Regions from separate parts of the Mus musculus genome. Here region 2 is linked to region 1. The links are chromatin contacts, called in public promoter capture Hi-C maps. All regions are on one chromosome and are shown on one strand. The core of a region is the stretch at or near the end of the contact, and the rest is flanking DNA. Distances in the headings are between cores, read along the strand shown.

Region 1 (3,681 bases), core at 863-3,362:
TCACTTGGTAAGACCATGTCTTAAAGTCTTTAGGGTTGGGTCTCTATTTGCACCACGTGGACCCTGAGGATCAAGCCCAGGTCCTCAGTATTGGTGGTAAATGCCTTTACTCATTGAGCCACCTCACTGCTGCAGTCCAACTTTTCTTCCTTTCCTTTTTTTCTTTTTCTTTTTTTCTTCTTCTTGAGATAGGCTTTCTTTGTGTAACAGAACCCTGACTGTGCTAAAACCTATCTGAAGACCAGGCTGGCCTCGATCTCAAGAGATCAGCCTGCCTCTGCCTCCCCCTTCCTGAGTGCTGGGATTAAAGGCGTGAGTATTCACACCAGCCTATTTTAATACTTACTCAAACTATTTTTACATAAAAGTAATGTTTTCACTCAGGCCATTTTTACATAAAATTCTGTTAAGGATACTGGTTTTCTCGACTTTCTGCCAAAAAGGCACTTCAAGAAGACTCTAAATGGAGGAGTTCCTTTCCTCTCCCAAGGCTTCATATTTTTCACTGTCCATCCTGCCAGATTGCTATCAAAGCACCACAGACATGTCTCTTATCCAGTTGAGTTAACTGAGTAATTGTGCAAACCGCTACCTTAGTGCAATATTGATCTCTTTTGCTTAGAAAGTGAATTCAGCGCAGCCTGGTCCCATCTTATATTCCATTACCTACCAGCATCTAATAGGAGCATAAAAAAGAACTTTACTGAATTAAATGTACACCTGAGCGTTGGGAGTCATTTTTGTCTGCTTCTGTAAAAGCCTGTCTGTTAGGCGGAGTCAAGGCAGGTCAGGCTGACAGATTTCCTGGCCTGCCAACGGCATGGAACAAAAAGCTACAACTGAGGCTCAAGGAGAGAGGCTGAACGTTCGATTAATCTTTGTGGAAGGAACAGGGAGGCCTCCGGATGGGAACAGATATCCATTCTCTGTCAGCCATTGTCTGTGCTAGTTTGTGACTTTGTTTCCCATGATACTGTAAAGTGTATTAAGGTTATGAGAAATACATTTGGGGCCAGTGTGGTTCAGGCCTGCAGCCCTCCGGATTTCTAACCTTTGTCTCTGAGTCTTCTTTTCGGTCTTATAATCATCCTCACTCCCCCACTAGAAGACTGTTCAACTCTGAACCAGCAGGACCTGTGCAAATGAGCCTAGTACATTTTTTAAATGTTAAATTTAACATGGTGTTATATTTCTTTTTTGAGGAAACTTTCAGATATCTTCCCTCAAGTACATAATGAAAATGAGTACCTTCAAATTTAAAATTTGTCAATGCTTTTCCCACCAGAAGGTACTTTCTATTCTGGCAATTTTAAACATGAAACCAACATTTCCCCCAGAGATGTCTCTAAAACTGCCATAAACAGTTAACACTTTTATCTCAAATAATTAGACGTTTCAGATACATAAATTTTTGTTGGAAAGGATTTTACAGTTTGCAAATAGAGCTCTAATTTGATCCTTCATCTCATCAATCTATTTGTATTAGTTTACACTTCACACTCCATCTTACTGGTATAGCTCAGGATGGTCTTGAATTTGCTATCCTTCTGCATGGCCAATACCTGGGCCATCTCGCCCGACTCAACCAATGTTGAGATTGGCCCTTCATTTATGGAAACCCGAAATGACACATATAAGGTACCACATTTAAAAAAAAATCAAAATTATATTAATCTTCCCTTTAGTAATTGCAGTAGAACATTCCTTCATGCCCGCGGGGTTTCGAGTTTCTTAGACATCAGGTCATGTGGCTTTCTGGAAAGCCTCTCTCTAACTCTGCGACACCCCCATTCCTGAGCAAGGACAGAAAGTGAGAGAGGACCGTCGCGACTTACTCCACAAATGCCCGGGAGCAGAGGCAAAGGATCTTGTACTCCTCCTCGCGGTCTTCAATGAAGAGCAGCATTTCGGCCACATGGTTCCACTTCTCGCAACACATTTCGTTATCCGGGCTCGCTCTGGTGTTGTCCGCGACTGGGCCGGGCGCTGTTGCTGAAGACAGAAAGGCGTAACTCGCGCGGGCAGAGGAGCGGAACGCGCCTGGGGACGCTCGAGCCGGGAGCCAGCCAGCCGCGCTACCGGAAGCAGCGACAGCAGCTACCGGAAGGGGCGGGGCGACCGACGGTCCTACACCCAATGTGGCTCGGCCTTCTTCCTCTCAGGCAGTTAAAGGAAACCGGCACTACCCGCGTGTCTGCTTCTCCCGGCTCTGCCGCCGACCAGCTGCCGAGGTCGCCGATTTCCTGTGACTTTCTTGTCAGGTGCGTCGAGCTCCCCATGGACTTCTCCATGCTGTTCTAGCCGGTAGCAGGCGTGGTGTCCTGGTCGCGGGGCCCGGAGCGGAAAGCCGGACTAGTTCCCGGCCTCTGCGCCTGCGCCGTGCAGTATATCTACAACTGCAGTATTCCTTCCTTTCATAACTCCTAAATTCAATATACCAGTCTAGATGTGAATTATAGATAGGCATGGTGGTATACACCTTTAATCTCAGACTTGGGAGGCAGAAGCAGACAGATCTCTCTGAGATCAAGGCCAGCTTAGTCTGCAGAGCAAGTCAGGTCCACACAGATGCTGTCTCAAAAATAACTAAATGTCTTACAGCATTATTGGAGAGAGTGACTAGAGTTAGACTATGATGCAGTAGAAGAGTAGTCATTAAAAGAGTAGGGGACTTTAACCAAAAGTAGAAGAGCATTTTTATATTGAAAAACAAAATCTTTGCAAGGTAATGTACATCAGAACCCGGAGAAAGAAGCTTGAACTCAAGGGGTTTTTGTTGTTTGTTTTCTTTTTATTGATAAGTGACACATGGGTGTGAGGAGAAGGCTTATTGGTTATTCGAGTTGGTTAAAGGGACAAAACATTCACGGGTGCATGAAAGTTGTCCTCCGCCTTCACATGCTCACTCATGCATCCTCCCCACAGGGTCAGGTGATTAAAAAAAAACATTTTAAAATTCTTTAAAAAGCCAATGGCATGTAATAATTTTACATATTTCTGGGTCACGGGGCAGCATTTCAGTGCATGTAGAAGATCATGAGAAGATACATTCATGAGAAGATCCGGGGAAACGATATATTTCTCACCTCAGACACTGTTTCTTTGTGTTGGGGCATTCAAACTGTTCTCTCTTAGCTGTTTTTGGATACTCACTTTGTAATCCAGTTTTCCTACTGTGCTTTAAAAGTTAAGTCTTCCTTTTGGCTATGCTCCACACCCACTAAATCACCATGTCTATATACTTCCCTGCACTTGTCCTGACTCGCTGTTAATCTTTGAGATTAACTTCCTTGTATGAGAGACTGATATGGCACCACCCAGAGTTAGTGTGAGACTTCCCACCTCCATTAACAACAGCAAAACCAACCAAACAACCTCACAGACATTCTCAGAGGTTTGTCTCTTAGGTGGTTCTAAACCCATAAGCTGACAGTCAAGAGTAGCAACAACAGTGTTGCTATCTATTCTTCATATGTTTGATAGCCAGTGACTATTCAAGCCCCCCTTTTAATGGGATTATTTGGGTTTTTTGACTACTTAGAAATAAATCTTTTGACTCTAGAAATAAATCTACTGTTCAACTAATAGTTTTTTTTTTTGTTTTTTGTTTTTTGTTTTTTGTTTTTGTTTTTTTTTTGTTTTTTTTGCTTTGGATGTCTGTTCTTTGGAGGGCATAGTTTC
Region 2 (3,588 bases), core at 299-2,798, 8.5 Mb before region 1:
CATCCTGACTTAATAATCACCTTTTCTGTTTGTCTTAACTAAAATCTTCTTCATTAAGCAGTTTCACAGGCACGAAGTGATTCAATTCCAATCCAACGGACCATAAGTTTGTTCTAATTTGTCAAATAAAAGCTAATGTTTAAACTTTCATGTCCTTGCCATAGCAGGGTAAGGTATCATTCGCCCACAATCAGGACCGTCTAAGAGAACATCTCAGAGACTCAAAGTATACACTATTTCCTTACAATCTCCAGAAAGTCTACTGACACATCAGCCTGCTCCAAAGTCAAAGCACAAATTATCCTGTCCTAGTTTTGGATGCCATTGCACAAATATCGAACAACACAATAACCCTGTTGTTTAGTGATGCCACTGCTGTCAGGCCTCTATTGAACTGCTACGAAAAGGGAGGGGATCCTTGAAATTTCATTTAATGATAAACATAAGTTAATCAACGTTGCTAATTTTACCAAGCCATCCTTCCATTTAGATCACCTTAAATAAATGATCTTATGTGTGCATCTTTTAATCATGATGCAGAGGACATCAGTAGGCTGGACTTAAGAGCTGATTTTAACGAACATAGCCATTTTCCAGACCTGGCAAGAGAGACAAGTTTTACTATGTGCCTCCAACGTTCTTACTACCCAGTATCAAGAACCATTAAAATCCTAAATAAGAATTTTCCTTGCAGAAAATCTACCTCAGTCCACAAATATCCTCTGATAAGATCTGCCTTTTATGATGTAGATGTTTAAAATAAAAAGGCGTCATGACCACATAGGGCCATAGTTCCGGGTCAGGAACCGTTAAGTGAAGACGATTCCACAGGACACACGCTTCCCCCGTTATCCATCATCATCGATGGGGAAATCCTCCGGAGACTGCGATTCGACTTAGTCCACGCTCCGAGCCAACGATCAGAGTTTCCTTCTTTTAGCGCCAGGCCAACATCCTAGGTCGGATCTGATACTGCCCCCAGACTCGGTGCCCGACGGCTTTCAGATTAACCAGGACCGCCCAACCCGCGTTCCTTTGCGCTCCGCGGTCCTGAGGGCAAACGCACCACCCCAGCTCGCCCGAGGGGACTGGCTCCCAACCTCACCGCGCCGCTCTGCGCACCTCCAGCCCGAGAAAACCGGCCTTTCCCGCGCCGCTACCAACGTGGACATGGCAAAGAAAAGAAATACCTAGGCGCTGCTCCGAGATTTTCGCTGTCAAGATCCCAGGAAGCTCACTCGCCGCCACACGGAGGCTGACAGGAGGAAGTCGGGGGTCAGCGAGCGCCGCCCTAACCGCACCAGCCGCGCTCGCCCCCCGCCCAGCACGCCCGTGCTTCCGGCTCTCACCCCCTCCCTTGCCCCATGCCCGGCATCCTGAGAAGTGCTTCGCACCGGGCAGTCACCACACACCACACAAACGGAGAAGGGACGCTCCTCGACGCCGCAGTCTCCGCACGGCCTACCAGGCCCAACACGGCCGGAAGAAAATGGAGACCACACTCCCCTCCGGTCCGGACAAACCGATGCACCGTCTCTCTGCTCATGCGCAATCCAGGCCCAACCAGCCACCCCTTGGCGCTCTGAACGCGCGTGCGCAGACGTACTGCTTCGGTTACAGTGATTGGCGGGTGTGAGTGAGGAAGGCTGTTCTCTGCAGTGTAGTATGGTTTTGTGCATGCTCTATTTCTAGGCAATCTGTGAGCCCCTGACCCACCCCTGAAAACTTCCACTGGGGGGCGGGGATGTGAGGCAATTGTAAAATATACAAATCAAAAAGGTTTCTTTTTTTTCTTTTCATCATAATGAACCGCTTTGGAAGTGGAAAGCTGCAGAGTTTTCCATCCTCTCCTGTGATTTCTGTTAAACCTGAGAAAAACAGGGCAGTTGCATAGGCAGATAAAAGCAAGCTGTATTTACAACAGGCCTTCGGGCTGCCTTACCTAAAGTATGTATTACAGAAAGCATCCCTTCAACCTTTTATTACTGTGCTGTTAGGTGTATGTGACAATTCCCAACAATCACACTATGTGGCAGTTCTCCAGTCGGGGGTTTATTGGGATGGGAAATAGAGTTATCCTCTGGGAGAGGGAGGAGAACCAGGGACAGGGGAGAAAGGGAGAATGAGGCTTTTATTAGGCATTGTTGCGCTAACAGTCTGCAAGGCTGTGCACTTTAATAGGCAATATTCATGTATATCCAAATTTGGTTCTCAAACCAAGTGAGATGAGGTGTATATGTAGGGTGCTTTATGCACAATACAGAGAAAGTATGAAATCAAGATTCAGTAGGCAAGGTTTCTCCTAGACTTTTGTCATAAAGGTATTATATATAAAATCAATGAGGGTTTCTGTTTGTATTGCTTTGCTAAAACTCAAACTCAGGACTTGAAACAATCCCTACCCTTAGTGTTTTTTAAATAATGTAAAAACAAAGCCGGGCATGGTGGTGCACGCCTTTAATCCCAGCACTGTAGAGGCAGAGGCAGGCGGGATTTCTGAGTTCGTGGCTAGCCTGGCCTACAAAGTGAGTTCCAGGACAGCCAGGACTATACAGAGAAACCCTGTCTCGAAAATCAGAACAAAACAAACAAAAAAAGTAAAAACATAGGGCACCTCCTTTGTTGTCAAAATTAATCCCCTGGGTAAACTGTCATGTAGGTGTGATTGCCACTTTCATGAAACACTTTTAAGTGCTAAAACCATATATTTTCCATTGCTGTAGTAGTATTTCCTGACACGGTAAATTGACTGCGTCCCAGAGTTTTAAATACATTTTAAATAACCGCCCCTAATTTATTTAGCATATGTCTGATCCATTGTTTCCCGCGTGCGTGGTAACCTAGCAACCAGGCGTCGCAAGGTTGAGTTTTTTTTTTTTTTTTTTTTTTTTTTTCTGAACCCTGTTGTCCAATCAGCTCAGCGGACTCACCGAGGAGGCTGCTGGGGAGCTGGAGACTGCGGACCCAGGATATGGGTACCATGGTGACGCGTACAAGGCCTGTGGCGGCCATGGCGGTCAGATCTCGTTCTTCATCCCGGACTGGCACCGCCTACCTTCTCTTAGTTCTCTGCGAAGTCTCATGGGCACAAATCTTCTCCTTCCCTTTCCGGCGGCCTGAGACCTGCGACTTCAACCAGTACTTTGACATCTCGGCGCTCTCCTGTGCCCCCTGTGGCGCCAACCAGCGGCGGGATGCACTAGGTGAGGCGGTTTGGGGGTGGATGGACTCTGACCAAAATAAAGCACTCCTGACAGCCAGCACTCCAGACATTTTATTTGGAGAATGTTTCAGAAAATGCACAGCTATCAAACCTAAGAAAGGGTTTCCTGGGAGGATACGGCTGACACAATGAGATCAGTCACCCAGGCGCCACCACCCTACCCTCCTCCAGGAACTCATTCCCCGGAGTCAGTCTCTGGCAGGGAATCCTTAGGATGGCACCTGAAAGCCGCCTAAGAAAAGTAGAATAGAAATAGAAAAGAAATAACCTGAGGCGTCTAGTGAGGTACCCTGACAGGAAAGCAAGGGAAGAAATGTGAATTAGTAAACTCTTGTGACCATTAATTCTACTTCCAAATTCAAGAT

The links. Capture Hi-C pulls out chosen DNA fragments and counts their contacts.
Region 2: a promoter capture Hi-C map of liver shows a contact between it and region 1. The contact joins the promoter of Rbm12b2 here to the promoter of Tmem68 in region 1. A contact is called at or near these places in 1 of 39 promoter capture datasets (pre-B cells), 1 of 484 Hi-C or Micro-C datasets (CD4 T cells) and 1 of 9 other capture datasets (liver).

What each region holds. Positions count from the first base shown.
Region 1 is chr4:3,573,284-3,576,964 of GRCm38.p6, reverse strand. It overlaps Tmem68 (transmembrane protein 68), which reads left to right and starts at 2,112. Exons shown (of 8, transcript NM_028097.4): 1 at 2,112-2,261. It overlaps Tgs1 (trimethylguanosine synthase 1), which reads right to left and starts at 2,086. Exons shown (of 13, transcript NM_054089.4): 1 at 1,836-2,086. The coding sequence starts at 1,939.
Region 2 is chr4:12,087,330-12,090,917 of GRCm38.p6, reverse strand. Rbm12b2 (RNA binding motif protein 12 B2) reads right to left here and starts at 1,548. Exons shown (of 4, transcript NM_198957.2): 1 at 1,395-1,548; 2 at 1,191-1,255. It overlaps Tmem67 (transmembrane protein 67), which reads left to right and starts at 2,961. Exons shown (of 28, transcript NM_177861.5): 1 at 2,961-3,203. The coding sequence starts at 2,981.